Regions from separate parts of the Mus musculus genome. Here regions 2, 3, 4 and 5 are each linked to region 1. A link is a contact called in public HiChIP or PLAC-seq and promoter capture Hi-C data. All regions are on one chromosome and are shown on one strand. The core of a region is the stretch at or near the end of the contact, and the rest is flanking DNA. Distances in the headings are between cores, read along the strand shown.

Region 1 (2,765 bases), core at 146-2,645:
AACTACACTCCGTCATACAGAAATCTACCAACACCATATGAAGAGAAAGAGCTCAACTCTCTAAAAAAGGGCTGCTGGTTAAACCTTTACATTTTCATAACAGAGAAAAGTACAGAGGATTTGTACAATAAGCCGGATAGCTAGTTGTCTTTAGTCTAAGAATAGACTTTCTGTAATTAGCGGAAATAAGGTAATCGTCTAATAAAGTTTATTTTTGGCTCATCAATAGTGTGGCTTTTGTTATTCTGGAGTAATTTATCTCCAAAGCCTCAATTAAAAGAAGAAAAGCCAGTTACTAACTGAAGTAAAATTACAGAAAGCATCATGTCACTACAGTAATAGCCTGTCAGAGAGCGATACATGCACGGCGCTGAGCAGTAGAATGGAAGGTTACTCATGCAATTATTTCTTTTTTAACTCCTTACTTAGAGTCATAGCCTAAACGTGTGTGTATGTGTGTGTGTGTGTGTGTGTGTGTGTGTGTGTGTGTGCGCGCGCGCGCGCGCGCGGGCACACACACACACACACTCTCGATGTTTATACATTGGGTAGCTTTTGCAGTATTTATTTCTTTAAATATTTAACAGTCTGGAAAGGCAGTGACAGGCAATAATATGTAGCGTCTCTAGCATGTTGCAAGGGCTTAATAAATGCTAGAATAATAAATTCCTCTATGATGAAAAACAGCAGTCAGTAAAACTATCACAGCCTACAATATTTTAAAGACACAGCACCATAAGAAAGCATAAAATACAAACAGTGCCTTGATTAATCCATGGAAATAAAGGAACATTTGTCTTCATTTAAAAAAAAAAAATCCACCTAGGTAATTTCCTTTTAAATTCCCCAGGGGGTTGAAAGAAGGGACAGAGATGTGAATAAGGGATTAAAAGTAACTTTTAACTTTTCTTTTTCCCCTTTCCCTCTCCTCCCTCCATCTCTCTCTCTCTTTTCTCACCCCCCCCCCACGTTCTTTCTCCTTTCTCTTGATACATGAAATGGTGGGGAGCCCTTCAATTAGCGCCCCCCCCATGGGCAGATTCTTTCTCTTTTTAAGCCCCCCTCTCAAGGGCTTGGCTTTGAAAGCAGACACCCCCAGATCAGTGCGCTCAGCATGGTGAGCTCGGAGGTGGGGGGTGGGCAGTATGCTTGGCTTTCACGCAAGCGGGGTCCGGATCCCCGGGCTGAGGACGAAGACCCCCACGCTCCAACTTTTCGGAGGAAGAGAGGAGAAAAACAGAGCTGCCCCTTTAAGGGCTTGCCTTCCCCTTTACTCTATGTTTACATAACACGGGGCGCTCGCGGGCCGCGGGGGCTGGCGGGCGGGCGGGCGGGGGCCGCGGGAGCGCGGAGACGCGGGCGGCGGCGCGGCCGTCCCACCTGCCCAGCCCGCTCAGCCCCCCGGCGGCGCGCGCTCCTCCTCCCGCGGGGCTCTGGTCGCCGCTCGCTTTCCGTGCCGGGTCCCGCTCGTAGCGGCCAACGTACGGATAGCTCCGGGGAAGCCGGCGGGCGACGCGCACAGCCACGACGGAGCAGCCGCGGGACTGGCCGCCCAGCGCCCCGTTCGCCGCCGTGCCGTTCCCCGGCGCGCTCACCCCGTTTTCGGGATGGGAGTGTAGTGGCGGCGCGGACTCGGCGGGGATCGCGGCGGAGGCGGCAGCGGCGGCGGCCGAGCGCGGCTCCATGTTTTCCCCGGGCCAGGAGGAACCCAGCGCCCCCAACAAGGAGCCGGTGAAATACGGGGAGCTGGTGGTCCTGGGGTGAGTTGGGGACGCGGGCGGCGGGGCGTCGCGGAGGGAGAGGGATGCGCTCCTGAGGGCCCGGGTCCCCGGGGTGCTCGTTGCCGCGGCCCGGAGGGCGCTCCTGCACCACGCGGGGTCGCTCGGTGAAGCCCGGAGCCAGTGGCTACTGGGGACTTCTCTTTCCCGACGACCGCGAACGCGGAGCCCTGTCTCCGAGCCCAGAGCCCAGTCCGCGGGGGTTACGCATTGTTCCAGTCTGTGACCCGGGCCGCTGGTTGGCCTCCGCTTTTTGCGCCGGGAGTGAGCTCGGCCGAGGGCCTGGACCGGGTCCTGGTTTTCCCGGGTCCTCTCAACAACGGTTCCCGGATCTCCCGGGTTTCCATTCTCGAGTCTCCGCACCCCTTGATCTCCTTACCCCTCGGGCTCCTGCACCCCTCGGGCCCCGGCCTTGCCGATGCCCTGCCAGCGGCGGGGAGCTCGCCACCCTGCCCTCCTCGGCTCCCACTCCGCTGGTGAAAATCACATTTTGAAGATAGTAATTATCTACAATCGTTAAAACGGCAGCAATTAGAGACTTCATCTACTTCCTGAGTTTCCGTGTGACATTTTCTATTGTTTACCCTTAATAAACCAGGAGGGAGGCTTCGCAGGATTAAAGCAGGGTAAAGTGGGCAATGAAAAGGGTGTGGGTGGGGGGAGGTGGAAAGTGCAGGAAACTCTTGGAGCTGGAGCAACTTGGGTAGTGCTGCAGGGAAAGGATTGGTTTCCCTTTGGATGTGCCGCTCCAGGGAACCCGCGCTTTTGTCCTCTGTTGAAAGATCTGTATTCAGACCCACGCGGGTGTTGATGGGTGGGCTTAGAGGCACGCGAGGAAGCCCCCCTCCTCACCCCTAAGCAGAGGCTCTGGGAACTTTGAGAAACGTGTTTTGATTACTACCTTGAAGTAAGTGCCGACTTAATTTTTTTTTAAAGACTCATCTAAAGTTTCCTAGCCTTCAGTTTGTTGCAAGCCTTTCTGTGTGT
Region 2 (2,765 bases), core at 178-2,677, 470 kb before region 1:
TGTTCCCCTTTGAGAAGTCAAAGTTCATCCGAATAGAAGTGGCTGGCGCATTTATACTTCTGTATCGACTATAAGAAGTAAGACGTTTGGAGGATTGCTTCCCTAAAGACCATGCTACTATGTAACTTACGAAGGAACCTATGTATCATTTGTATGCAAATGATGGTGTCCTTTTCCTAATGTCAGAAAAAAAAATCTAACTGGAAACTTTTTTGTGGGTGGAGGGGGCGCAATTACAGAGTTGTTTGTAAGCTATTCAAGAACCTTTACATTCCATTACAGAAATGATACAGTTACACTTTGTATTAAGCTACTAATGGCCTCACTTCCCAACAAAGCCAAATCTTCTGGCACTTACAGGTTCAAGAGACAGCAGCTCAGAAACAGTGTTTTGCTGGCCTTGGAGCTGGTGAGTGCTGAATAATACTCATGAGAAAGGAAAAGAGCAAGCTCCTTGAGAAGTGGTGATTGGACACTGGTGGAATTCTCAATACCTCATCAGGCTGTTGCTACAAACGCTTCAGCTTTCATTTCTGCTTTGAAGAGCTCTGAAAGCTTGGGCGGAAATCATTCGAACGCAGACAGATGCGCAGCATTCTTGTAACTAGCCTATGATGAGGACATTCTCTGTTGTTAATGTTGAGACTTATCTGATGCTCCAATCATTAAGGATTGCTCCTGGGTAATGGTAATGGTGAGTCTGATTCTATTTCTCTACCCCACACTCTAGAAGCGTGCCAATCATTTGGTAACTTTTGAGGAGAGTTTAGAGTATGTTGTAGATATGTTCAGGGCAGTGACTGGCGTTGTCTGAGATAATAATAATAATAATAATAATAATAATAATAATAATAAAACACTAAAAAGCAACACCGGAGAAAAAGCTTCCATCCTCGCAGCAAAGAGCAGAGAGACGCAGAGATTCTGGTCAACCCCTCTTAGCGCTGCAGTTTCTAGTTATTTAACCTTGCTTAAGGAATGGCCAGCAGCCAGCAAGCATTGCAGCCTTACAATATTTGCACACAACTTATTTAGGTCGGCTCTATAAATTCCTCGTTTTGCGGATTTCGGAGGAGAAATCCCAGCCGTGTGTGTGTGTGTGTGTGTGTGTGTGTGTGTGTGTGTGTGTGTGTGTGTGTGTGTGTATGTCTAGCAACTTGGAGTACGGTTAAAAGGAATCAACCCGTGTCGGGGGCCAAGTGGTACTTTTGTGCGAGGGTCACGTGAGACCAAGGCCGACTGGGGGAGGCAGAGTAGGGTTGAATGGATGAAGGGATTCCGCAGGGACTTCCAGGCGGAGGGTGACGTCTCTGCAGCCCAGCGCGGGGCATCTGGAGGCCGCCGGCTGCGCGGACCTGTCCCTTTAAGGGGCCGGTCTCCGGGCCCCTCTGGCCGCGACGCCCGGACGTGCGGAGCCGCCCCGCCCCGAAGCCGCCCGTTTCCTGCGGGGCGGCGCGACGGCACCTGAGCTACTGCGGCGGGGCCTGGGAGCGCGCTGACCAGGAGGTAGAGCTCGCGCCGCTGCATCGTCCCGGCCTGGTACCCGGCTGCGCAGGGTGAGGAGCAGGGCCGGGGACTCCAGGGCGCGCGGGCGCGGGGCGCAGGGCGGGGGGCTGCGCTCGCGGGGTAGGCCTCGCACGGAGGTCGCAGTGTGCAGCGTCCGCCCAGGCCGCGCCGCCGCCGGCCCGCTCCGAGGATCCGCCTGCGGGTTCGGGCTCCAGGGTTCTGGCTCGGCGATCTCCCCGTGGCTGCAAGGTCCGATCCCAGGTCCGCGAGTGGCCGGAGCTCCCCGGCCATCTCCTCTGAGGGCGAGGTCGATCCGCCAGGGCCGCGGGGTGACCGAGGAGCCTATTTTTAGCTGGGCTCGCAGGCCCCAGGGCGGGCTGGCGGATTAAGGCTCTGATGAGGGTGACCAGAGGGAGCGCCTCGCCTCGCCTCGGGCGCCCTGGGCTCGGGCTGGGCCACGCGTGCGCCATGCTGGAGCGGCTCTCCCCTCGCTTGTCCCGGAGCGCCGCCCCTCCCACCACCCGGTCCTGGGAGTTAGGGGAAATCCTGCGAAGTTCTCCCTCTCTCCCAGGGGTGTGTCCGCCTTGGTGTCCAACAATAGAATTTGGGGTGTCCCGGATCTGGCCGCTTTTGGCGTAAGGGAGCAGAGTTCGGCCATCCGAGACCGGGGCTTGGGAAGCAGCGTTCTCTTCTTTGTCCGGCTGCCTCTCGGTTTAGGTCAAAAAGTGCGCTGTTTAGTGTCTTCGGGTCCTTCTGGGAGGAGGCGGAAACCCGGATTCTAACAGCAGGGCCACTGCTAGAAGTGGATTCCTTAGCAGCTATGTGGATTAGCATAGCTTCAGAAGCTGCGGGCCGAATAGAATAGTTCAAAGTTTTGGAGTGTTCTGAGAAATTGACAGCTCCACACCCAGGTAAAGAGGAGCTCCCCAAAGGTGAACTAGACATTGAGTTGTGTAGCAGGTGACTTAGGGGTGATTTAACTTTTTTTTTTTTTTTTTGCCTGAATTAGGTTGCACTTGTTTTCTCCCCTCACCCGCAAGCACTGGCAGCAGTGGCTCTGGTGTGGGTAAAAGCATTTGGTGATGAGACCTGAGATAATCTGTCCATGCTGCCCTGGGGCATTCCGGCTGACCTGTGTTCTGTATGTGCCGCGGTAGCCTTTCATATCTGATGTGTTGCTTGGTAAATAAGCCTCTTTCCCATTCCACCTTTCTTTTAGAGACCTTACACGAAATAGCTAGGCTTAATTATGTAGGTTC
Region 3 (2,765 bases), core at 137-2,636, 410 kb before region 1:
GCTGTTACTTGCTTATGAGTCACGTCACTGCTCACTGAAAGTCTGTCTGGCCAGGATGCCCATCAGCACTGATTGATTTTGTTTTCAGAGCTGCCCTTTTGGGAGCTGGAGAGAGATGGCTCAGCAGTTATGAACACTGACCATCTGGTTATTTTCTTTTTAAAGACAGGGTCTCACTGTGTATGCAGCCTTGGCTGGCCTGGGTTTAAAGGCATGCTCCCACCACCCTGCGGGAAATTCTGTCTTTTAAAACAAATTATAAGTTGATAGAATACAAAAAGAAATGACAGATGGGTATTGTTTGTGCTGCCTTTTTATTAGGAGTAATATTGGAGTATGTTTCTTTCTTTTCCATGTACATTAGTAAAGTAAGGTCTTTGTAAAAATCCTAGGTTGAAAGAAAAGGACAATGAAATTAAGAGAATAGAAGTTAAATTAAAGGACACGGAGAGTGATGTTTCTAAGATGTCAGAGCTATTAAAGGTAAGTGACTACTAAAATTCTTTATTGCAGGAGTTACTGTCTTTGGTTGTTTTAGAAACCTTTTAACTCCTATAAAAGGCAACAGTGCAACACGAGCCATTACTGTAGGGTGTGCGATTGTTATCAAAGGTGCCTGCTAGGTGGTCTGCTTCTGTCCTTTGAGAAAGCAGGTCCCCGATAAGTTCCAGTGTTCAGACTTGTATAGAAGTGCCTCTCTACTCTCTAAGCTTTGTTTTGTGCTGATCAAATTCAAGGAACCCAAGGCCTGTGTCCTCCAAACAGTGCTCTGTCCTTTACTTACAGTAAGTAGTCGTTAAGGTCTTGAGGTTTTTGACAGCATCTAGTTACATTAGCTCAGCCTGGCCTTGAACCCAGACTAACCTCAAGCTTATGGTTCTCCTGTTTCTGAGATTGAATGTTGGAGTTAAAGGTGTGAGTCACCATGCCCAACTATTTTTAGTGGTCTTTATTGCATTATATAAGCAATTCCAGCTGATAAAGTTACCTAGTATATTTAGGTTTGTTCTTCAGTTAAAAAATACACTCTCAGAGGCTGTCTTTACATATGTATTTTGAATACTATTTGTCTTATACTTTCCTAGAAGTAAAATTTTTTGTTAATGGTTTATACAAGTTTGCTTTGTGTTCTGAGCTATTAATAGTTCAAAGTGAAGCTCTGATCTTATTCATGTAGTTACTAGCAAACACTCACAGGACGACGTTGACCTGAAGGGGCAGCAAATGTGTAGCTGCATACAGTACCTTCAAGCAGCCTGGCTCATACTTCATGCTCTAGGGCGAACAGTTGTATCACATTCCCTCTCTGCCTTAAGTACATTACAGTTAGCTTTGTTAGGCCATGCAGATTGCTCCTTGTGTGTGTTCTTTGTTATTTACATTCTTGCCAAAGTCCTGATTCCCCTTCTTGTCCAACACTGGCTAAAGGTGAGAAGGCTTGTGTTCTGTTGCTTTAGGCTGAGGGAGGTGGGGGTGGGGAGGTTCTTAGTATGTTTAAGTCATTTGTACATTAATTGTTATTCTATTTTTGTTCTACAGTTTTTCTTCTGGGACAACTTTTTAAAAACCTAATTTATGCTACCATTTTATGTAATTATGTTAAGTTTGACTTCCTTTGCATTCCATCCCTGCTTCAGAAAACTGAGTCTGTTTATCTCCTCAGATATGAGCGAGGTCCTGTTCTTAGTCTCAGGAGAAAGAATGCTCATTTTGTGATTATATTTTTGTTTTCTTTTTTTTTTTTTAAGATTTATTTATTATTATATGTAAGTACACTGTAGCTGTCCTCAGACACTCCAGAAGAGGAAGTCAGATCTTGTTACGGATGGTTGTGAGCCACCATGTGGTTGCTGGGATTTGAACTCCTGACCTTCGGAAGAGCAGTCGGGTGCTCTTACCCACTGAGCCATCTCACCAGCCCTTTGTTTTCTTTTTAAGTACAGTTTTTACTTACATATATTTAGTTCATATGTAATTTACCTCACAGAGTTGTGAGAGCAGCATTCTAACCTTAGGAAAGGAAAGGGGTTTTAGTAAACTGCCTGTCAGTACGCCTTGGCTCTGCCCCTGAGGGTGTGCACTTGCTAATGGGAGCAGCAGATGTCTCAGTGTGTCTGCACGTCTTTGGAACCTGTCTATATTACCAGAAGGCACAAGAGCCATCGCAAATGCTGCAGTATGAAACCTTTCTTGCTAGATGCATGCCACCCTGCACTAGACACCGGGGCCATGTCAGTTCATTCTCCCAACACATACCCTGTCAAGACTGGAACTAAATACAATTACTATCATTTATGTTTTAATGTGGCTTAATCCAGCCTTTTAAAATGGTTACTATTTTGGAATATTTCTAGACTGTATGACATTTAAAAGCTTATATAAAAAAATCATAACTGTGTCCAGGTATTGATGTTTCATTTTTGTTTAAATAGGAGGTACAAGAGGAAAATAAATTCCTTAAGTGCCAGCTCAGTCACCAGAAGCACCAACAGGTAGGCGCCGCTCCGTGTCTGCCACCTCTCGCTATTTACAGTCCCGTGGCACATTTGCAGGTCCCCAGAGAGGAAAATAGTCGATCATTTATTTAACAAATTCCTTATTAAAGCATTTTATTATGCAGTATATAAGATAAAATAATGTATAATTTATAAAATATGTGCAAGAAATGTTCCAGCTTGCTTATATACATGTGTGTGCTCTGATCAATGTTCCAGCTCTACTGTGTGTGCACATGTACATATGTGTGCTCTGATCAGTTCTCCAGC
Region 4 (2,765 bases), core at 191-2,690, 340 kb before region 1:
CTGGCAGGTTAAACGAACATTTGTAATTCATGATAAGTGGACGGCAGTCACATTTGTGCAGCGTGCTCAGTGCTCAGAGAGGGTCTCAACCTTCAGCTCCACCTGGGGGAGGTGCTGTCTGGAAGAGCTGCCCAAAGAAGAGTCCCGAGCTGAGTCCTGACAATAAATAAGATTTTTCTGAGTGCAGAGCGGGGAGGCTGGGAACATCCTGCAAGTGTAATTTGTTGTTCAGTGAGAGTCCTTCGCAGGCTAAAGATGATCTATTAGAAGGGAGAAGGATAACACCATGAGTTCTTTCTTTTGTGATGTAAAAATAAACAGCACTAATATTTAGTGTGTGACTCACATTCGGATACGTATCGTTTATCAGCAAGATGACTTGCAACTTATGACAGCTTGACGTGGGGCATTTGAATTTCTAAAGGTACAGAAGCCATACACAATCTGATAGTCTCTCAGGCTGGTGGTAGATGGTGGCATGGTCTCTAACAGCACTGGGCAAAAGGCAGTGAGGAGCAGTTCTGGGTCAGGCACTGCATTACAAGGGAGACACAGAAGTTAAGAGAGTCAGCAGGCTAGGTGTATGGAACGGCAGGATATTTTCAACTTAAAGTGAATTCATAGGCGTGAAACCCTACCATAGGCCAAGAAACATCCATGCCTTGGCAGGCTGCATGCTCAACAGTGCTTGACTAAAGAGCTGCTACAGTCAACCACACTTGGAACCACTGATGCAAAACTTAGAGGTTCAATTTCTGGCTCCCACCTCAGGCTTTGACAGTGTCAAGAATAGTATGTGTGTATGTGTGTGTGATGTGTGTGTGTGTGTGGTGTATGTGAGTGTGTGCATAAGTGTGTGTAAGTGTGAGTGTGTGTATGTGTGTGAGTGTGTGGTGGGTGTGTGAGTTTGTATGTATGTATGTATGCGTGTGTGAGTGTGTGTGTTTCAGTATGTGTGTATATGTGTGTGTGTGTGTGAGTGCTTGTATGTATGAGTGTATGTATGGTGTGTGTGAGTGTGTGTATGTGTGTGTGTGTGTGTGTGTAAGTGTGTGTAAATGTGTGAGTGTGTGTATGTGTGTGAGTGTGTATGTATGTATGCATGAGTGTGTGTGTTTGAGTATGTGTGTATATGTGTGTGTGGTGTGTGTGTACATGCTAGTGTGAATGTGGAGGCCAGACGCTGATGTTAGTCATCTCCTTTTATTTTTCCATGTCGTTTTTCTTAAACAAACAAACAAACAAACAAACAAACCCCCTTTAATTGTTCTTTTTTGAATTTTACATCATGCACCCCAATCCTACTCATATCCACCATGTACCCTTGGGACCTCTCCACCAAGAGATAAAAAAGAAGTCTCAGTGTGGAAGCTGTAATGCATCACTGTGTGTCATACAGTGTACCATTTGTCCACACCCCTTTACTTGCGAATGTTCATTGCAGTGAGTCATTGGTCTGGTTCCAGGCCTCTGGCTTCTTCCACACCATCAATACTGGATCCTCACTGGGACTCCTCCCTGATAGCCTGTTGATCCTGTGCTTGGGATCTGCAGGACCAGTGCCTTCGTGCACTCCAGCAGTTCATAGATGAGGTAGATGTTGGGCCAATTCAAACCCCGGATCTGGGCCTGGGTGGTAACTGAGCTGGACAGCATGCCAACTCTCTGACACCCAGACCTCCAGGGTGAGCTCTCCAGGACTGCCCTGGCTTATCCAATGCTGTAACTGGCAAGAAGCAAAACCAGCTCTCCCATTCTCATGACCTTGGGACCAACTCTCCCCTCTGTCACAGTTGGTGAGGGAATCAAGTGGTGGAGCCAGCCCTCCCGTGCTCATGCCCTCTGGCCGGCTCACCCTGCAACCAGGATCAGCTCTACTTTGTTTCCTGAGTGAGGGACGGGCCAGCTCTCCTTCTCTTCCAAGGAGTGAGGCCAGCTCTGCACAACCCTCAAATATCAAATGGCTCCAGGCAGCAGCTCAGAACAGGGGCATCTGCCTGACATTTTTTGGATCACAGAACCCTGCTGCTGCAGGGTTATGGACCACATATGAACCTTGGGGGCAGCACTGGGCAGGACCTCACCATGGCTTTAGGTGGTATCCCGGGCTACCCACATCAGGCTGTTCCTCACTACCCTCAAGTCTCCAGTTCCCCCTCTCCTCACTGTGCCCACATCCTTCTGTTTCTCCTCCTCTCCCATCTCTCCTGTACTCACTTGCTCTTCTTAGCGCCACCTGGGGCCTCTGGGTGTAGAGTTGTCTCAGGAGTGCAGTACCGGAGACCAGTGGGACCCAGGCACCCAGCAACTCCACCCGACCCGTGGCATGGATTTCTTCCAGTCTAAGCTGGAGCCCTGAGCAGACCTTGGGAGTGAACTCCACAGCCAGTCCCAAAACACCCAGAGGAAGCTCCACTTCCAGGCACTCTAACACTTCCAGGATCATAGGATCAGAGGTGCCCCAAGCAGACCTTGGGCACTAACCCTGCAGCCAGTCGCACAACACCCAGAAGAAGCACCACTCCCAGGTGCTCTAACACACCCAAGACCACAGGATCCCAGGATCCCAGGAGCTTGGTCACACCAGGATCTCAGGGTCCCAGAGGCAGCTTGATTCCCAGGAGTTCTGACACAGGATCACAGGAAGGACAGGCTCCAGTCAGATATAGCGAGGGCAGGTAGCACTAGAGATAACCAGATGGTGGGAGGCAAGTATAAGAACATAAGCAACAGAAAACAAGGTTTCTTGGCATCATCAGAACCCA
Region 5 (2,765 bases), core at 77-2,576, 310 kb before region 1:
CATACTTGTGTTGGTAATGGAACCAATGTTTGCAAACTTGTGGTGAAAGTCAGTAGTTAAGGCTCTGCTCTGAAGGGGGAAAGACCCAGAAAAGGACAGGAAAGGTGAGTCTGCTGAATAAAGGGTGTGTTGAGGCGAGGAGCTGTGTGGTGCTGAATGTGTGTGTATGTATGTGTATATGTCTCTATATATGACTATATTATGATATATGTATGTGTATGTCTAAAATATGTGTGTATGAGTTTATACCTGTCTGCTATGTACATATGTGAGTGGACACACATATATTTATGAATCACTTAGGTCTTTCAGGTAGCAGCTGGATGGACTATTTCCATCTCTTCAGTGTTCTTTCAGCTCCAGCTGCTTGTCGGTCGTACAGCATTATAGCTTTCTTCCCCACACCCCCCAAGAGCATAGGAAACATGGCCAGTCCCCTCTGCGTGTGCATCAAGGCACTGCTTCTTTCGTAACGAGGTCCCCTGTGACACAGAAATCCGTAAACTTTTACCATGAGTGCCCAATAGTGAAACAAATTATTCGTGTTTCTCAGTTCAGCACTGTTTTTATTTAGCATGTTCACACTTCAACTAGTGGTAGATCTAAATCTATGGCATGTATGGGAGAAACATGCTAAGCTTTGGTAGTTTGTGTGAGTATGTGTGGTAAAGCTTTTTAACATACTACCATGGGTGACCTCATCTGGTCAAATTTCAGAGGGCCCAGGGCAGAATGAGTTCTTAACATACAGAATATAATTTCTCCAGATGGAAGGTGGCTAGAGCCCTGGAGTTGAGACTGCCTGCCCTTACACACAGTGGGTGTTTCCACAAGCTCCCTTGTCATAATGGATGGGACACAATTTTCAGGGATGAATGGCAATGTTCTGGGGCCGGCAGACAGCAGCTGCTGTGTTCGGCTTATCTTCCACTGCTCTGCATTAATTCGACATTAATTTAACTTTCTTTTCTTTTTTCTCTTCTGACAGAGTCCTGCTGGGGATGGGCTCACTTTAGCCTCTGCCTGTCACATGTCAGGTCAGGTCAGAGGTATTCCCAAGCAACGTGGTGTTTGCCACACGACATGTGTTCCAGGCCAACTGATTGACTCCAATCAATGTAGATAAACTTTATCCACTGGCAAAATTAATCGGCAGTCTCTGTGACTTGAGCCAATGAGAAGGCTGCTTACTCATAACACTGTAATGCCTGTGGGATGGACTGCTGTGCTCCTTGTTTGCCTCAGCCAAACAATTGTTCTACTGTGCACACTAGTCGGTGCGTTGTGGTCCTCTGAGATGCTGTCTCAGCTCTGCCCTAATAGCCATCAGATAAGCTGATTAAATCTGCATTAATCATGGGGCCCGGTGCAAGCAAGCCATACCAGTGCTCTTGAATGCTGCCAGGAAGATCAATTGTTTTGGTGTGGACAAATAAGTGCATTTCTATCTCCGATGGAAGCCATTACCTGGTGACAATGGCCTATCACACTGCTATTATGTTTTTATTAATGAACACATTCTGACCACGCCCACATATACATCTGTTCGAAGAACAGAGAGCCAGAGAAACTGAATACCAAATTCCTTTCTGTGCCCAACTGACTGTCCACTGCTTGGTCTTCTATTCTCATCTCCCTTCACGTGCTCTACCACCCTGATGCTGGCTTTCTTTCCTGTCCTAGGACCATGGTTGATAGGCTCTGCCTGGAATGTAGCGTTCCCCCCAGATATCTGTGTGATTGGCTCTTTCTGGTCATTCACATTTCTGCTTAATGCACCTTCCCTCGGAGACCTTTCTGGATCACCACGTTACTCTAAACCACACTATGCTAGTGTGTGTCCTTCATCACTCTTACCACCTGGAAGTCACTTGCTGAACAAGTTGTCTGTATTTCTATCACTAGCAAGCAAGGTCGGAACCAAGCAGCGTTTCAGAACCGTGTCTAGTCTAGTCACACTCCCTAGTCTCTATGCAGCATTGGGCCGAGTCAGTGGGCACAGGCTTCAGGGGGAAGATCACATCACTGGACGGCTTCCCCGCTCCTGCTCTGAGGCTGCTTTGAACTTAGAAGGCAGTCCTTGAAAACCTTTTTGGGAAAATGGGCCGATTCAGGGCCCCTCAGCAATGAGACAATGTTTCCAGATATTTGTTTTCATTTGAGAGTAGAACCAATTGGGAAATGAGACATTGTTGTTGTTCTGTTGTTTTTGTTCTGTCTTTTTGATTTTTGTTTACTTGTTCGTTCCCGTTTGGTAGAGTCAAGCCAAAGAAGTTTCTCTTGACCTGGCGCTAGGGATTCCCTTCTGAAGGCTCCTGTAGAGCGCCCGCCCGTGCTTTGCTCATAGCCTGCCAGGACTCCCACTGCGGGGCTTGCTCCTCACTCTGCAGACCTGTGACCCAGTGAATATTTATAGGGCAGGAAAATCAGATTATTAGCAACTGAAGACATCAACGCTGGCCACATAGTAGTTTCTGCTTAAATTTCCAAGGTCTGACTCTTCTCACATGGAATGGCAAGAACTTCGCCAAAGCTTCAGGGAGAAGATGCTCAATACAGCATAGATAGGCACTGTGTCTTCGTGTGTTGTGCAAGGCCAGTCGATCTAAACGGGGTAGCCCAATGGGCTTGGCAGAAAGTAGAAGTGAACACTGGGTTATTACCATCAAGGTCTGCCCGAGCATGTTGTTCTGAGACATAAAAGTTGAAGCTGCTAATTAGAAGCCAGGGCAGGACAATCAAGCCCATTTACGTTCCTCAGGGAA

What was found. Promoter capture Hi-C pulls out the DNA fragments that hold promoters and counts their contacts. HiChIP or PLAC-seq counts read pairs in DNA pulled down with a chosen protein or histone mark.
Region 2: a contact with region 1 is called in a promoter capture Hi-C map of liver, with 4 times the contacts expected there. The contact joins the promoter of Ktn1 here to the promoter of Peli2 in region 1. A contact is called at or near these places in 8 of 39 promoter capture datasets (the 3T3-L1 cell line, cranial neural crest, embryonic stem cells and 4 more), 3 of 484 Hi-C or Micro-C datasets (all in embryonic stem cells), 9 of 115 datasets of contacts at active chromatin or transcription factors (astrocytes, bone marrow-derived macrophages, embryonic limb bud and 6 more) and 1 of 9 other capture datasets (adipose tissue).
Region 3: an H3K4me3 HiChIP or PLAC-seq map of embryonic stem cells shows a contact between it and region 1, with 5 times the contacts expected there. The contact joins the enhancer-like site here to the promoter of Peli2 in region 1. A contact is called at or near these places in 13 of 39 promoter capture datasets (the 3T3-L1 cell line, 3T3-L1-derived adipocytes, cranial neural crest and 7 more), 11 of 115 datasets of contacts at active chromatin or transcription factors (the NIH/3T3 cell line, acute myeloid leukemia, bone marrow-derived macrophages and 7 more) and 1 of 9 other capture datasets (pancreatic islet).
Region 4: a contact with region 1 is called in an H3K27ac HiChIP or PLAC-seq map of the NIH/3T3 cell line, with 5 times the contacts expected there. The contact joins the enhancer-like site here to the promoter of Peli2 in region 1. A contact is called at or near these places in 10 of 39 promoter capture datasets (3T3-L1-derived adipocytes, the HPC-7 cell line, HPC-7-derived erythroid cells and 7 more), 1 of 15 datasets of contacts at CTCF or cohesin (the NIH/3T3 cell line), 1 of 484 Hi-C or Micro-C datasets (the AML12 cell line) and 11 of 115 datasets of contacts at active chromatin or transcription factors (the NIH/3T3 cell line, craniofacial prominence, embryonic basal ganglia and 7 more).
Region 5: a FOXA1 HiChIP or PLAC-seq map of pancreatic cancer cells shows a contact between it and region 1. The contact joins the enhancer-like site here to the promoter of Peli2 in region 1. A contact is called at or near these places in 12 of 39 promoter capture datasets (the 3T3-L1 cell line, 3T3-L1-derived adipocytes, the C10 cell line and 6 more), 3 of 484 Hi-C or Micro-C datasets (all in uterus) and 16 of 115 datasets of contacts at active chromatin or transcription factors (astrocytes, bone marrow-derived macrophages, cardiomyocytes and 11 more).

What each region holds. Positions count from the first base shown.
Region 1 is chr14:48,119,474-48,122,238 of GRCm38.p6, forward strand. Peli2 (pellino 2) reads left to right here and starts at 1,396. Exons shown (of 6, transcript NM_033602.2): 1 at 1,396-1,760. The coding sequence starts at 1,684.
Region 2 is chr14:47,647,884-47,650,648 of GRCm38.p6, forward strand. It overlaps Ktn1 (kinectin 1), which reads left to right and starts at 1,428. Exons shown (of 39, transcript NM_001347527.1): 1 at 1,428-1,556.
Region 3 is chr14:47,708,410-47,711,174 of GRCm38.p6, forward strand. Ktn1 (kinectin 1) reads left to right here. Exons shown (of 39, transcript NM_001347527.1): 27 at 393-483; 28 at 2,433-2,492. Among named protein-coding and RNA genes, the nearest start is that of 4930538L07Rik, 48 kb to the right of the region's middle. Within about 2 kb of position 1,387, at least 5 of the 459 cell types and tissues checked have an H3K27ac peak or open chromatin away from gene starts, as enhancers often do. A contact at or near this core is called in embryonic stem cells, pancreatic islet and stem cell-derived epiblast-like cells, where this site is marked.
Region 4 is chr14:47,775,006-47,777,770 of GRCm38.p6, forward strand. No RefSeq gene overlaps it. Among named protein-coding and RNA genes, the nearest start is that of 4930538L07Rik, 19 kb to the left of the region's middle. Within about 2 kb of position 1,441, at least 30 of the 459 cell types and tissues checked have an H3K27ac peak or open chromatin away from gene starts, as enhancers often do. A contact at or near this core is called in the NIH/3T3 cell line, where this site is marked.
Region 5 is chr14:47,807,420-47,810,184 of GRCm38.p6, forward strand. No RefSeq gene overlaps it. Among named protein-coding and RNA genes, the nearest start is that of Gm41148, 3.4 kb to the left of the region's middle. Within about 2 kb of position 1,327, at least 29 of the 459 cell types and tissues checked have an H3K27ac peak or open chromatin away from gene starts, as enhancers often do. A contact at or near this core is called in pancreatic cancer cells, where this site is marked.